Regions from separate parts of the Mus musculus genome. Here region 2 is linked to region 1. Evidence: chromatin contacts called from public promoter capture Hi-C data. All regions are on one chromosome and are shown on one strand. Each heading gives the region's core, a stretch centred on a gene start, on an enhancer-like site or on the middle of the called end of the contact. The rest is flanking DNA. Distances are from core to core; before and after follow the strand shown.

Region 1 (2,990 bases), core at 275-2,774:
TGCTTTACAGTATAAAGTCTCTTTGGAAAGTCTACTGTATATACATGTATACAGTTGGTTCCAGGGTTCCCAAACACACCACAACCCAGAGACTGTGAAATGGTCCTTGGTGTCACATGTGCTGAGACCCAGCAGGCATCATCTTACACCTGACATCTTCTCTAAACAACCTGGAATTTGCAGTGCAATGTAAATGCTGCATAAATGGTCATTGGACTCTTTTGGTCAAGAATAATGACAGGAGTTGGTGGAAATGTTTCAGTATGTCTTAGTTAGGGTTTCATTGCTGTGAAGAGACACCATGACCAAGGCAGCTCTTATAAAGGACAACATTTAACTGGGTCTGGCTTACAGGCTCAGAGGTTCCGTCCATTATCATCATAGCAGGAAGCATGGCAGCATGCATGCAGGAAGACACGGCACTAAAGGAGCTGAGAGTTCTATATCTTGTTCCAAAGGCAAACAAGAGAAGACTGGCTCTTCCACACTGGGCAGAGTTTCAAAGTCCACCCCCACAGTGACACACTTCCTCCAACAAGGCCACAACTCCTCCAATAAAGCCACGCCCCCTAAGAGAGCAACTCCCTGGGCCACACATATTCAAACCGCCACACAGTACAAAGAGAATTAAAAATATATATATATATATATATATATATATATATATATATATATATCTGCAGTGTGTGATTGGTTGAATTCAAAGACGCAGAATCCACGGGGAGCCAACTGTACTGTATATTTGCCAAGTTTGGAATATTACACACCGTTACAGGGAGGGTAGAGAACCTGTTTGTTATGGAGGGCTCCCCCCACATGTGTAAATACTTTGGAGTCCCTTTACTGTGTAGCCAGCATATGGTACCTTCAGGAGGTTCTACAAAGCCAGGCAGGGACAAATCATGTGACCTCGTTTGCAGACATTCCCAGACCACCAGAAGAAATTCAAGGATTGACATTGCCCATGTGCGTCCCAGGAACTGTCTGAATTAAGGGAGTAAAATGGGACTAAGCAATAGGTGGTCCATGGTTGTCACAGAAAACAGAAGTCCTCCAGCTCACATGACTCTGGGTCCTTGAAATCTGATAATGCTGATAAGTCACTTCCTCAGAAGCGCTGCTTGGCCAGATCTCCACAAAGAAAAAGAAAAAGAAAAAGGAAAGAAAAGAAAAAAAGAAAAGAAAAAGAGCCGGGTATGGTGGCGCATGCCTTTAATACCAGCACTCGGGAGGCAGAGGCAGGCAGATTTCTGAGTTCGAGGCCAGCCTGGTCTACAAAGTGAGTTCCAGGACAGCCAGGGCTACACAGAGAAACCCTGTCTCAAAAAAAAAAAAAGAAAGAAAAGAAAAGAAAAAGTAAAACAAACAAAAAATTAAACAACAACAAAAAAACCTCATTCTAAAAGAGCCAATGCCAAAATAAAACAAACCAAAAGAGGTGCATCATTGGTGCCTTCTGCCGTGTAGGCTCAGAGGATGGCTCAGACCCAGCAATGATCATTCAGGGGCCGCTGTCCCTGAGTGAAGCCAGCAGCCAAGACAGAAGAAAAGAGCCCAGCTGGTGTCCAGCCAGAACAGCACCAGGGCACAAGGTGGCAGCTGCCAGGGCTCAGCCTTGGGCAAGAATCCAGAAAAGATGAAGTCATTTTCTGACCTGTGTCCCAGCCAGGAGTTTGAATGCAAAAAGGGTTATCGGTGAACTTTCTGAATGTCTTCTGAGGCTTGCTTTCAGCTCAGAGGCAGAGCTCTGGCACAGTATGGGCAATGGCAGCCAGTGTGTCATGGGACACTGCCTTATAGACAGCTGCAGTCATTACACAACACTCAGGTACTAAGACGGGGGCAAGTTTGAACTATTTCCCTATCACAAAACGCCTACCTTATTCTCCAAAATGTGCTGTTTTCTGTCTTTTGTGCTAAAGCACAAAGACTGTGTTACCGTTGTGTGTGTGTATGTGTGTGTGTTGTTTTTTTATCTCTAGGACATCCTTACCTGAGTATGTGTTGTGAGCTAAGCCAGGTTGTAGACCCCCATCAGTCTCATCTCCAGCCTTTCCCTACTGTGTGGACAAAGCTATGGATTCTCAAGAAAGCTGCTGGGGGAGCCCTCCTGAGACTTCAGACACCTGTATCTATTTTTCTTCACGGGGGGGGGGGGGGGGGAAGTGGGGTGTGTGTGTGTGCAGAGTCTGCTTGACCTGCCAAGAAGATGTGAAACTAACAAAGAAGTTTCCCATGGGGGGGGGGGGAGTGTTGTGAGGGGGGGCAGGCAGCCAGCAGAGGGCAGCTGTTCCAGCCACGCCACCTCAGCCTCACTACCTGCACCTCTAGGGTCTCTGCCTAAGGATGCTTCCCTCTTACCTCATGTTTAGGGGTTCTGGAGTGACAGCCACGATGGCATGGGGGCGGGGGCGGGGGGAGAGGGGCAAGGCACTTGAGTGCACACATGCATAATCTGGATTCAGGGATGAGGTCATATTCCCAGTGTGAGGGAATTCCCAGTGTGAGGGTTGGGAGAAGAAAATGGCTTTGTTACAATTCTGCTAGACTCCTCACTGGCCCAGGACAGTGCGGTTGTCTAGAGAATGTTCCTCATTGACAGCCCAATGAGAGTGGAGCCCAGAAAACTCCCCAGATGAGGTCATATGAGAGACTTGATGGGGGTGGGCGGTTTGGGGGAAGGGGAGGAAAGACTGGCAGAAATTAAAGATATCTGAGCTGACATTAAAGACATCAAGAGCTGGGGTGGAAGATTCTCCTGGGACCTGGAGGACACAGTGGGGGTCCTGGGGGGACAGTTGAGACAGAGGTATGCAGGCTTGGGGACTCATAGGCCCTCTGTATGAGGTTTGTTTTTCTGTCCTCCACTCTGGCCCACTGGCAGCTCCGCCCACCTATCTTTCCCACTGTGCTCTTTCTCAGCCTTCCTGTTCTTCATGGCAGGGAGGAGTCGGTTGGCCTCAGGCTGAGATCAGCTTTCTCTACTCACC
Region 2 (2,990 bases), core at 182-2,681, 200 kb after region 1:
AAAAATCTGCTTCTAGTATTTTGAAAGTAATGGATTTATATATTAGTTTTCGTTTTTGTTTTTTGTTTTAGAAAACAGGCCACGTGTTTCTGTTTTTCTTTGGTACAGTTAGCAGAATGAAGCAATGCAGTTGGGGAGGAGAGGAGACTTGCACGGCTGATCTAGCATCATTCTGACCTAACCTCTGTTGGAACGATTTTCTGGTGAACAGACTGTTGTCTCAAAAAGCCAACATAGGATCCCCCTCTTCCACTGAGTCCTCCTGGCCAGGGCCAAGTTACTTATCTCAGAGTCTTAAACCATCCGTAAAGAGAACTGACTTAATCTCTGACTCAGAGCCAGAAACCTGGCCTGGCACAGTGTGAGTAACTATGGTGATGACCTAGGAACATCCCACAGGGGCGTGAGCAGTGAGCCTTTCAGCAGCTTATTCGACCACACCTGCCAGTGGCCCATTCTGGACAAGCTGCCCTCTCTACAGAGTGGCTTAGAGCTCTGGGTACGACACTCAGATATAGCTGGAGCTAATTTAAAATACGTATACTCAGGTTATTAGGGGAAATCTTCACTGAATCTTTTCCTTTGATTCTTGTGACCCAAAACCTGAGTAACCACATAATTGGCCATGAATCACCTAAAATTTTATTATCCCGAGACTCCATTTGGCATTTTATTAGAACGAAGGGCAAAAGAGAAAGGCTGTGTCCAGTGCTTGTGGTGTGGGTCTCACATGTGTGGGCAGATTCAGGTAAGTATGAAACACCTTTGTGACTCCTCCAAGTCATAGCTGTTGGCAAGGCATTGGGATGCATGACTGACTGTCTTAGTATGCCAGAGATTATGAGTTTGAGACCAGCCTGGGCTGAAAAATGGTTGCCTAGCATGGCTCCGGGAAATCCTTTTGGCTTGATCTGTAATATCATTATTATTCAAGGCGTGCGTGCTTTTATTTCTTTCTTTGTTGTTTTTTAAAGTATTTGTATGTTGTGAGCATACACCTGGAGGTAAGGGCAGAATGTGTGGGATCCTGGGTCTCATATGGCTTCCAGAGATCAAATCAGGAGGCCAGGCCCTGTGGTAGGTGACTTTACCCAGTGAGCCAGCCGTCTTGCCAGCCTCATTTGCTGTCTTGAGGCAGTCTCACTATGTATGACCCCAGGATGGCCCTGAAGTTGCCCTCCTGTCTCCAACTCCTAAGCCCTAGGGTTACAGCGTGCCCCTCCATACCCACCCTGCTGGAGTTACAGCCTGCCTCTCTTGGCACAGCCTGCTCCTGCACTCCCTTTATGCTGCTTTTTCAAAAATTTTCCTGGACAGTCCTAGCCAGACAGGGTGGTTTACACCTATAATCCCAGACATTAGAACACCATGACAGAACTGCCACAAATTCAAAGCTAGCCCAGACTACAGAGTCAGGTGGGTGTGTCGGGTGTGGGAGGGGGAGGAAATAGGAAATCTGATCTGAGTTGCTTAAGCATCTGAAGAGGGTGGCAGTAACTAGGCTGTAAGGACAGTTGGTTAAGGCTGCGGGTGACCCCAGCTTTGTCAGGTGTAGAGGTCACGTGTCCTAGCCCATCATCCCTTTCCCTGCCGGCCTTATACTGCATACCAAGGGATTATGTGTGGTATTGGCTGTACTTAACTTGTAAAAGAGGATGAATCCGATTGCTTATCTGCAGGCACATCCTTGCTGTTAGTGCTTTGCTGGCTGCTAAGACTGGATAGTAGAATGCTGTCCCCAGTTGGGAGATAGTGTGGATTCCACAGAGTCCTAGGAATCCAGAAATTGTGCTGCTTCCTTTCAAAGAGAGGATTAGGAACAGGCCATAACTGCCTGAAGCCTGCTGCCTCTAGGCTGAGATTCTGTGGGCTCTAGTAGCCACTCCTAGCTGGTATTTCGTGGCTTATCGTTGCCCATAATCAAGGGTTTTAAAAAGGAACAGAGTGTTCTCTCTCTGTCTCAGAAAAACATGATAAAGATTTTAACTTTTTATTATTTTTATAAGGTACAGGGTCTTGCTTTTTTATGTAACCCAGGCCGGCCTGAACCCTCACTCCTGCATCAGCCTCCCCAGTGCTGGGGTTATAAACATGCGCTGCTGTGTCCAGCCCGGAATTTAACCCTTTGCAGCAAACTCATCCATAGCTTCCCATCTTCTAGCACTTCAAACAGTCTCTGTTTTATGTCTAGTGTTTGTTCCAGTCACTGTAAAGTCGAATCGAAAAGGAGAACCATCTCAGAAGACCGTGTGTTTGATTTCCAAGTTTCGGAAAGTGACTTTTAAAGAACAGAGAAGATTAAACACCCTAGGAAGGACACACACACACACACAGTCATGGTCCCCATGACTGGATTGATCTTACAGAGAAGGAACGGGAGGCCTGAGTGTGTGTGCTTAGGGACTTCTGCCTAGCTCAGCTGTTCCACTGAAGAAGTCTGGAGTAGAGCTTGCTGGCACTTAATCCAGATCACATAGGCATAGGGTTTTAAGTAACTGGAGAGACACTGAAAAGAAGATAAAGAAGTCAAGTGTATCCTTCATCTGTAACTGGAGGCAGTCCCCCTGCCTCAGATTTCTCTTGTGCTGGAATGATAGGTGAGAGCTACTTTAAGCCGGCAGATGCTGGCTTACAATTTTACTTTCATTTATTTATTTTGAATGAATTTGGGCTGGTATTTAAATGCCTGAGCCCCTGGGAGACATTTCTTATTTTAACCACTATGTTCCACTCCCTCACCCCTATAATCATATAATGCAATGTGCTTTCAATCCAACTTCAAGGTCTCTCACTGTCTTTCACAATCTCAGAGCTTTTTAAAAGTCCAAAGTCTCCTCTGAGACTGAAGCCATCTCATAAATACACCCTCTACTAAGATCAAAAAGGAAATTACATACTTCAACATATAATGAATGCCACAAAATATATATTACCATTCCAAAAGGGAGGAATGGGGACATCGAGGGCAAAGAATAGACCATAGCAAGACT

Evidence for each region. Capture Hi-C pulls out chosen DNA fragments and counts their contacts.
Region 2: a contact with region 1 is called in a promoter capture Hi-C map of adipose tissue. The contact joins two enhancer-like sites. A contact is called at or near these places in 1 of 484 Hi-C or Micro-C datasets (muscle stem cells), 19 of 115 datasets of contacts at active chromatin or transcription factors (the HPC-7 cell line, Th17 cells, acute myeloid leukemia and 11 more) and 3 of 9 other capture datasets (adipose tissue, liver and pancreatic islet).

Annotation. Positions count from the first base shown.
Region 1 is chr14:60,527,642-60,530,631 of GRCm38.p6, forward strand. It overlaps a transcript of Spata13 not described here. Among named protein-coding and RNA genes, the nearest start is that of Gm41166, 94 kb to the right of the region's middle. Within about 2 kb of position 1,525, at least 79 of the 459 cell types and tissues checked have an H3K27ac peak or open chromatin away from gene starts, as enhancers often do. A contact at or near this core is called in adipose tissue and heart atrium, where this site is marked.
Region 2 is chr14:60,725,915-60,728,904 of GRCm38.p6, forward strand. All of the region lies in intron 4 of Spata13 (spermatogenesis associated 13), which reads left to right. Among named protein-coding and RNA genes, the nearest start is that of Gm34997, 41 kb to the right of the region's middle. Within about 2 kb of position 1,432, at least 64 of the 459 cell types and tissues checked have an H3K27ac peak or open chromatin away from gene starts, as enhancers often do. A contact at or near this core is called in adipose tissue and heart atrium, where this site is marked.